Linked DNA regions of Sus scrofa: region 2 is linked to region 1. Evidence: chromatin contacts called from public HiChIP or PLAC-seq data. All regions are on one chromosome and are shown on one strand. Each heading gives the region's core, a stretch centred on a gene start, on an enhancer-like site or on the middle of the called end of the contact. The rest is flanking DNA. Distances are from core to core; before and after follow the strand shown.

Region 1 (4,789 bases), core at 1,631-4,130:
AATTGCTGGATCCCCCTTGTTTTGTTTTGTTTTGTTTTTTCTGAAAGTTTTATTTGCCACCTCTCAGAAACTCAGAAGTGTTTTTCTTTTCTGAGCAGCTTACCTAGGAGCGGCAGGCCCAGGCCGAACATCTGCAAATATGTCAGTGTCCACATCTCACCTCTTACACCAGCTCACCACCATCAGCTCCAACCAGCCACACTCTGGGCCTCAGTTTCCTCCTCTGTGAAATGGGGGCAGCAGCAGAGGGGAGGGGAGCACTGGCAGTGGCCCGGCATTGGGGTCACCCGGAAATCGGGGTTTTGCAGCAGCGCAGGCTGTGTAGAGAGTCACAGCGCAACCGGGAGCCGGACAGGCCTGCGGTCGAGGTGCCGCTCACACCCAGCACGCCCGCCCGCCCACCCCTCAGCTTCCAGGCTGCTCTGCATGCAGCCAGCACCCAGCCTTACTGAGCCCCAGCGGCCCAGGACAGCCTTCTCAGGAGGGACACATATCCCTTGGAAACCAGCTGGGCGACCCTCCATCGGGCCAGGGCTTGGGCTGAGCCAATGCCATCTGCCCTCACTCAGCAGAGGCCACTCAGGGGAACAGGCCAGCCAGGACTTCTGGGTCCCTTGGCCCCCCCAAGCCAGGACCTCCTCCGTTTTAACCTAGAACAATGTGAACAGAACATTCTATTGACGAGTCTTTTTATTTTTTTTTCCCCTCCCTCTCACTTTTTTTTAAAATGCAGGGTGTCTGGAAACCCACTAGACTGAACAGACACGTCTGGAACACTCCACCCCACGGCGGCAGAATACACATGAACATTCCCTAGGATGGGCCACTGACCAACCTCAAAAATGGAAGAGGCTTTGAGATAATACCAAGTATGTTCCTTGGCCACAAGGGAATGAGATGAGAAACCCTAAACAGAGGGAAATTTGCCCAACTTGGAAATACGTGGAAATTAAGTAACTAGAGTACAGAAGGCCCTGCTCCAAGATAGAACCAGCAAATCCTGGAGGCAGGAGATCCATTTGGGGACCTGAGTGCCAAGGCTGGGGGGAAGAGGCATGCAGATCTGGCTTTGCTCTGGGCCATGTAGGCACCCGGGACTCATCTGCAGATCTGGGGGGTCCATGATGTCTCTGGGTGATTCTTGTGATTCCCACGGGGTTGGGGCCTCCACAGTGGGAGCCCATCTTGATCCTGCGGGTGATCCCAGAGCCCCAAAGGGCAGCTCCTCATGGCTCCAAGGGGGTCCACTGCACAGGGATGAGTAGGGGGTCTGTTCTGAGGGCCTACCCCAGCCATCCAGATACACTCCTCCCTTGCTTATTTATTTTTCTTTTTTTCTTTTTTTTTTTTTTTGTCTTTTTAGGGCCGCACCAGTGGCATATGGGAAGTTCCCAGGCTAGAGGTCAAATCAGAGCTGTAGCCACTAGTCTACACCACAACCACAGCAATGCCAGATCTGAGCCGAGTCTGCGAACTACACCACAGGTCATGGCAACACCAGATCCTTAACCCACTGAGTGAGGCCAGGGATTGAACCCGCATCCTCATGGATGCTAGTCAGATTCGTTTCCGTTGCACCACAATGGGAACTCCTCCCTTGCTTATTTAGAACTTGCTGGAAACTCCTTCATTCCACATTCCAGTCCTTAATGGTCAGCATGCTCTCTCCTTTAGCCTCTGCTTCTCCCATGTCATGCTTCTCCCATGTCACCCCTCATCTTTCACTCTAATCTCTGAGTCCCCTCTCCCTGTCAACCCTGACTGACCCTTGCTTCTCCTCAATTCCACATTTTGGCAGAGGCTGTTCCTTATGCCAAAAAACCCCTCCCATGTGTCCATGGGAAACTCTAGTCCATCTTTCAAGGCCTTGCTCCAGCGTCACCTCTTCTGGGAAGACTGCCCTGACTCCCTTAGCAAAACCCCTGCTCCCCACCCTGCGAGCCTGACCTCACTGGGGCAGGGGCACCTGGATGGGTATCTGGCACTCTCAGCAGACAGGGCCTGAGCAGCCAGCCATGTGGGGTGCTCCAAGAGTGGGGGGGCTGGTTGAGAAGCTGTCACAACATGAGTTGGTATAGTGGCTCTGTCCCCAGGTCCTCATAATACCGCAGCGAAACCCTAAATTCAGGCCTTCCTGGGATGACAAGATTTCTGATCGACCAGGAGTCAGTGCTGATGCTCATGCAGGGTAGTGTGCAGCAGGCAGTGTAGATGGGACTTGGAACCTGGCAGCCCGGGGTCACTCCAGCTCTGGCGTTTGCCTCCCAGCTGTGGCCCCGGGCAACTGAATCTCTGGAAACAAAAGCTTCCCCCTGGGCTGGCCAGAAAAGTAAATCAGAGTCAAGTTTCCCAGCACACACACAGCATGCAATCAGCCTCTGCTGTCCCCTCCCCTCTGTCCTCCAGGGGAGGTCTCATCTTATCCGGGGGGACCTTGGGCAGGGCCCAGAAGTTGACATGTATGTAGCGCCCTGGGGACCGGCTCCACCACACATTGAGACATGAGGCTCTAAATTGTCATAGTCATTCAGGAAATCATTCTGCACCCGCCGAATGCCAGCCGCCGTTCTCGAGGCAGCCGTCCTGCCCTCTCCAGCACATCCTGACTGATCTCCACCTCCATCAGCCCTGATTTTAACCTTGACCCCGAGTTGGCCTTTGAGGGACTGTCCCAAGACTGAAAGACACACTCCTTGGCCAAACCCCCTGTCTGCGGCCTCGGGTCTCTGACATTTCCAAAGCTAGGAGGAAAACCAGGAATCCGGAGTCCAGCCAGCCCCATTCTTCATTTGGCTTTAAAATATGCCCAGAGGCACCAATCCCATCTCTCAGGAGCAAAATTCTCCACATTCCCAGTGTGTTTCCGTTGAACCCCAAACCTCAAACACATCCTGATGGCTCATTTCCTCCACGTGGCCCGGGGTGACTTAAGCCAGCTTGCTGGGGGCTCGTCAGCTCATTTTGAGTCATCCGGGGTTTTGTCGAAGGAAAGCTTTCTCATCTCAGAAGTTGGTGGCTGTTCCATCAAGCACGGCTTGTTCCCACCAGCCCTCGGCCTGCATCTGCGCAGTTCACTGCAGGAGCCCAAGGCCGGCTTTGCCCTGCCTTCAAGGATCTGGGTTTCCAGTGACTTGGAGAGGCGGCCCTGGCCACCAGGCAGGGGCTGGGGGCACTGGACAGGTCTGAGCTGAGCTCCATCAACCTGTGACTCCCGGGCCTCCATTTCCTCCACTGTCAAAAGGGGTCCTTGGTAGCTGTTTTGGTGGCTGTTCTCTGATGGGTGGGGCCTGCTCTTTGCCTGGCACACAGTAGGTGTTCAGTGAAGAAGTGGTGGCCGTTATGAAGAGGGAGACAGTGAATGCTAAAGGAGCAAGCCCACTTGTTCTGCTTCATCCTGCTGGTCCCTGAGAGGTGGGACTGAAGTTGGGGGGACTGCTACGTTTCATGACAGTTCCCGATGTCATTGGCAACTGTCCTCCCCTGAGCTGACTTTTGTCCAAGGAGACTCAAGTGCCTGATGGAAATGCATAGGCAGAGTGTCAGTGCAGGTGATTCAAACTGGGCCTTTCTCCAGCGTAAGTGCATCTCTGAGAGGGAGGGGCTTCTGCGAGGTGTTTGCCTGGAAGAAAAGTTTTGGGTGTTTCTTTTGTTTGTTTGTTTGTTTGTTTTTTGCTTTTTAGGGCCACACCTGCGGCATATGGAGTTTCCCAGGCTAGGAGTCCAATTGGACCTACAGCTGCCAGCCTATGTCACAGCCACAACAACATCAGATCCAGCCGTGTCTCGACCTACATATACCACGGCTCACGGCAACACCGGAACCTTAACCCACTGAGTGATGCCAGGGATCGAACCTGAAACCTCATGGTTCCTAGTCAGATTCATTTCCGCTGCACCACGATGGGAACTCCTCTGGTAATTTTTTTTTTAATGGAAGTACCTAAGCCAGGGATTGAATTCAAGCCCCACCTGTGACCTATGCCACAGGTGTGACAATACCAGATCCTTAACCCACTGTGCCATAGCAGGAAATCCAAAAAACAAAATGATTTTTTAAAAAAAGCAATTGGAAGAGAGACTTTGATGGAAAACTTTGCTATTTTTAATGGAATTCTTTGCGTGAATGTAAATATAAAATAGCATTCATCAAAGGATACACAGATAACAAAATATAGTATATAAATATACAATGTGCATACGATGCATATACAGACGTAGGATGAAATATTATTCAGCCTTTTTTAAGGAAGGAAATTCTGACACAGGCTCCAACATGGATGAACCTTGAGGACATTATGCTGAGTGAAATAAGCCAGTCACAAAAGGACAAATTCTGCACCATTGCACTTATATGAGGTCCCCAGAATAGTCACTACCAGAAAGCAGAAGGGTGGGTGCCAAGGACTGGGGGAAGGACAGAGTTTAGTGTTTAGTGGGGACAGAGTTTCAGTTTAGGAAGAAGAGCAGATTCTGGGGATGGATGTTGGTGGTTGCACAACCATGTGAAATGTGCTTCATGCCACTGAATTGGACACTTGAAAATGGCTAAGATGGTGAATTTTAAAGTTACGTGTAAAGTTTAAATTTTACCACAATTTAATAAGTAAATAAATAGGAAAATCAGAGTAACGAAAAAAAAACTAAACTACAGCTTCCCAAACAGTAACATTCACTCATTATGTTAACAACACAAAGGGTGAAAATTCAAACCCTCTTTTCCATTTTCACTAGGTTGATACTATATTCAGTGCCAGCAGGTTGTATAATTGGATCCATGAGTGATTTTCAA
Region 2 (4,789 bases), core at 778-3,277, 110 kb before region 1:
GTCGGATTAGTTTCCCCTGCACCATGACAGGAACTCTGAGACTTCCTTTTTGACCCATGGATTATTTAATAAAATATGTGTTGTTTAATTTTTAAATGAAGATTTTTCTGTTATCTTGTTATTGATTTTTAGTTTAATTCTATTATGATCTGAGAATATAGTTTATATACTCTCAATTATTTAAAGTTTGTTAAGGTTTGTCTTAATGATCCAGAAGATGATCTATCTCAGTGACTGTTCCACATGCACTTGAAAAAAAATGTATATCGTGCTTTCATTGGATAGAGTGTTCTGTAAATACCAATTAAATCCATTTGGTTAATGGCATTATTCAATTCTTCTGGCAATTCTTGCTAATTTTCTGCCTGTTGGTTCTACCTATTACTGACAGAGGAGCATTAAACTCTCCAGCTGTAATTGTGAATTTAGCTGTCTTTGCTTAACATATTTTGAATTTCTGCTATTAGGCACAAGCAGTTTTAGGATTCTTCTGTTTTCTTTCTTTTTTTTTTTTTTTTGTTGTTGTTGTTGTTGTTATTGTTATTGTTGCTATTTCTTGGGCCGCTCCCTTGGCATATGGAGGTTCCCAGGCTAGGGGTTGAATCGGAGCTGTAGCCACCGGCCTACGCCAGAGCCACAGCAACGCGGGATCCAAGCCGCGTCTGCAACCTACACCACAGCTCACGGCAACGCCGGATCGTTAACCCACTGAGCAAGGGCAGGGACCGAACCCGCAACCTCATGGTTCCTAGTCGGATTCATTAACCACTGCGCCACGACAGGAACTCCCTTCTGTTTTCTTAGTTAACTGACCCGTTTTATCATTATATACTATCCCTCTTTATCCCTGATTTTTTTTTTTTTTCCGCTCTGAGGTCTGTTTTGCTGTTATCACTCCTTAATTCTTTTGATTAGTCTTTACATGCTATATGTCTTTCTATCCTTTTACTTCCTTTTTTTTAATCCTTTTACTTTTAACTTATTACCTGTGTCATATATCTTATAGAAAGCATATAATTGGGTCATTTTTAAAATCCATTCTGGCAGTCTCTGTCTTTGATATGTTTAGAGCTTTTATACTTACTATAACCATTAATTTGCTGGGATTAAAGTATACCATTTTATTATTTGTTTTCTGTTTGTTTCCCCTGGTTTTTTGTTTATTTGTTTGGGTTTCTTTTTGTTTTTTTATGGCCACACCTGCAGCATAGGGAAGTTCCCAGACCAGGGATTGAATCCAGGCGGCAGCTGGGGCCTATGCAGCAGCTGTGGCAATGCCAGATTCCTTAACCCCCTGCACCCCCTGGGGATCAAACCCACACCTCCACAGAGACCCTAGCTGCTGCAGTCAAATTCTTAACCCACTGTGCCATAGCAGGAACTCCTGTTCCCTGTTTTTCATTCCTTTTGTTTCCTTTTCTTATCTTTCTATGATCTATTTGAACATTTTTAGTGTTCCCATTTTGTTTCTTCATTCTATATTTTTTCTTCGTACAGTTTATTTAGTGGGTGCTACAAAGTATATACTTACTTTCTTATCATCTACTTAGAGTTAATATTTTACAACTTCAATTGGACTTTAGAAACTTTACTGCCCCTTTATAGAGTTGTCCTATATATTCATCTGCATACATTGAAAACCATGTCAGGCAGTGTTGAAATGTTTGCTTTCAATTGTCAAACGTACTTTAAAGAACTCAGGAAGAGAGTAAGAAGACTTTCTACCATATTTAACCAGATACTTACCATTTCTGTTTTTCTCCCCTCATTCCCAATTTTCCAGGTTTCCCTCTGGTACAATTGCACTTCTGTCTGAAAAGCTTCTTTTAGCAGTTCTTTCAGAACAGACCTACTAGCTATTTGATTTAATGACAGAAATTTTTTTGAAATTTGAATTTCCTGGAGCCTAGGATATGAGAAAATAGAGAAAAGGGGAGAAATAGGGGATTTCCATACTCCCTCTGAGCAGCAATAGTTCCCCTTCTGGCCCTGGAGCCAGAGCTAGAGGCTTCCGCAAGCTCTATCTTCACCCCAATGCTCATTTCCACTTCCAGCTTTCTGCTGCACTTTCTCAAGGGCCGGGGGTGTTGTGGACTGCTCACTCCCCCAGCTCTTCCCAGAGCTGCTGGAAGATTTTCAGTCTTCCAGTAGTTGTCCATGCATCCTGCCCAGGTTTTATAGCTGTGGCCAGTGGCAGGGAAAGAGCAATGCTAGCCAATTCCATCTGCCCTGCAGCCCACCTGACTCCACACGGGAGAGGACCTCGCCTCCCTGCCTGGGAAGACCAGGACTGACTGGGCCAGTCCCGTCCTGTGGGCCACTTAGGTATGCCCGTTTCTGACTTTTACAGCCAGTGTAGAAATGAGCGGGATTGCTCATCCTCAGGCGTGTGCTTGGGCATCTCTCATACTGGGAGGAATTTCTAGAGGGCTGAGTTCCCAGACATGCAGTTGCTAAGTGACAGCACTTTCCAAAAAGGTTCTCCTGAACGTCAGCATATTTGCCATCTTACTTTCTAAGCTGTGAGGCAAGGCAGTAGCCTCACTCACTGCGTTACCCTCCTGCCTAAGGACCTTGGTCTAAATTGTTTACTAAGCCCAGAACATGGCTCTAGGGTGTCCCAGGGCTGAGAAGTAAATCCCAGGGAGCAACTTATAAACAGCCGTGTGGGAGAGCACCAGGAGTTCAGGGGGGTCCCAGCTACAATGTGTCCTCGCATGTGGCACCGCCCAAGGATGACCCCTGTTCTTCCATACAGGAGGCAGCACAAGGCAGGTGTGGACATCCCAGGCATGTTAGAACACACCTTCCTAAGTCTTGACTGCAGAGCCAGCAGCCTCCAGAGTCAACAATGGCCTCCAGAGCCCGGAAATCTGGTTGTACTGGTATACCTAGGTAGCCGATCCCCTGGCAAACAATTCCTCCATGCCCACCCTGGGGAAGGCACTGGCTTGGGGCTGCCAGTCACACCCTAGCTAAGAAGGCCAGCCCCTTCTTAGTTGCTGCCCACAGGGCTTGGATTAGCCTTAGCCACTGCATGGCTTCTGTCTCCACTTCCTGAGCCCTCTTTCCCATCTTTCAGCTATAGAGGGCTGTGTAGTACCAATTCCCCAAGCAGAGATAGCCCCGAGAGAAGGGGATCTAAGGGCAGACAGCTGGAGTAGGGGAGCACAGAGGACCCACAGCGTAAGGACAGGTGGGAGGGTCAGTTGGTGTCAGCTCAGAGCCCAGGGGTGAGGGGCCGTGTCTGCATGGGCTCGCTGAATGCCTGCTGCCCCAGGCACTGTTCCCATGCCCAACCCAGCAGTGAGCAGCCTGACATGCCCCCTTCCCCAGAGCATGGACAGAGATGGACAGACAGGCAGACAGGGCTGGTAGGGAGGTAAAGGAGGAGGCAGCTGCTGTGCACGGTGGGGCAGACAGATTCCTGCTGAGGCGAGCACAGTGAGAGGCCACTGTGGTCAGAGTACAGTGAGCAATGGGAGATGATGGAGCCATACCCCCAGGGCCTTCTGTCTTGTTTTGTGTCTTTCTTGGGGTCGTCATCCACTTGGCACCTCAGTTCTCCATTTCCCTCAGAGGCAAAGAGCTTTCATGTGTGCATGTGGTACTTTCTACACACTTGAGTTAAAGATTGGACAGGTTTTCCTGCTTCTCTGCAGAAATTGGAAACTCAGACCCTCTGAGGAACAGCCCAGGTGGCCCCGGGCCTCTGAGTTTGTAGCCCTCTGTTTCTCTCACTGGTGTGGATGTGTTGTCATGTAGAAGAGCACATGGTGGTCAGTCCAGGCTGCAGCCCCAGCACCTCTGCCAGCCACTCTGTGCCCTCGGCACATGGTCCCCCCTCAGTGCCTCAGTGTCCTCATCTCTAAAATGGACTTGAGGAGAGGTGCTCCAGCAGCCTGCCTCCTTCAGGACAGTCTCCAAGTTTGCCCATCATCCCGCTGTGATTTTTCAGTTGCATTCTCAGATGCCTTCTGGTTTTCACATGAGTTACTCCAGTTGCCAAAGTCAAGAGCCCCACCCTGTTGAGGAGAAACTATTCAGTAGTATGAGAGCTGTAACTATATTTGCTTAAGTGTATTGGATTTTTTTGTTGTTGTTTTGTTGCTTCCATGCCAGCGGCATGGGAAAGTCCCCCAAGCCAGAGAGCTGACCTGCATCACAGCAGTAACCAGAGCCACAGCAGTGATGCCAGAGCCTTAACCTGCTGAGCCACCAGGGAACTCCAGTGTATTGTTATTTTGGATCAATGGTTATCAGACTTTGGGGCATGTCTGGGAGCAGGGCCCAGGAAGCTCCATCTTCATCAAGCCCTAGAGGGTGTGGGGCCAGTAGCCTCACCAGGCCTCACGTGGAAAAACAGAGATTTCCAGAAAAGTGATTCCTGCCTGCTCCGAGAGAGCCCCACAGGGCTGAGCAGATGAGCGGACACTGGTAGAGTCTGCATCCAGGCTAGCCAAGCACATGGCCTTGAGCCACCAGGTCTGCCCCAGGCATCCTGGGTGCTCCTCAGAGGGAGTAGTGCATGAAAGAGCCCTCAGACAGGGTTCCGGGTTCTGCATCACCAGGCCCATCTGAGAGGGAGGAGCCCGGTGTGGCCTGAGGCCTAGAGGGCAGGGCCAACAAGTGTCTGCCTCCCCAGCTGAGGGCACAGTGAAAAGGACTTGAGGAGTTCCCGTTGTGGCTCAGTGGGGTTAAGAATCTGGCTCCTTGAGGATGTGGGTCTGATCCCTGGCCTCACTCTGTGGGTTAAGAATCCAGAGTTGCTGCAAGCTGCAGTTTAGGT

The links. HiChIP or PLAC-seq counts read pairs in DNA pulled down with a chosen protein or histone mark.
Region 2: an H3K27ac HiChIP or PLAC-seq map of alveolar macrophages shows a contact between it and region 1. The contact joins two enhancer-like sites. A contact is called at or near these places in 6 of 47 Hi-C or Micro-C datasets (blood, fetal liver, skeletal muscle and 1 more) and 1 of 2 datasets of contacts at active chromatin or transcription factors (alveolar macrophages).

What each region holds. Positions count from the first base shown.
Region 1 is chr2:61,254,567-61,259,355 of Sscrofa11.1, reverse strand. No RefSeq gene overlaps it. Among named protein-coding and RNA genes, the nearest start is that of KLF2, 16 kb to the left of the region's middle. Within about 2 kb of position 2,880, at least 13 of the 83 cell types and tissues checked have an H3K27ac peak or open chromatin away from gene starts, as enhancers often do. A contact at or near this core is called in alveolar macrophages, where this site is marked.
Region 2 is chr2:61,367,074-61,371,862 of Sscrofa11.1, reverse strand. All of the region lies in intron 5 of AP1M1 (adaptor related protein complex 1 mu 1 subunit), which reads left to right. Among named protein-coding and RNA genes, the nearest start is that of AP1M1, 17 kb to the left of the region's middle. Within about 2 kb of position 2,027, at least 11 of the 83 cell types and tissues checked have an H3K27ac peak or open chromatin away from gene starts, as enhancers often do. A contact at or near this core is called in alveolar macrophages, where this site is marked.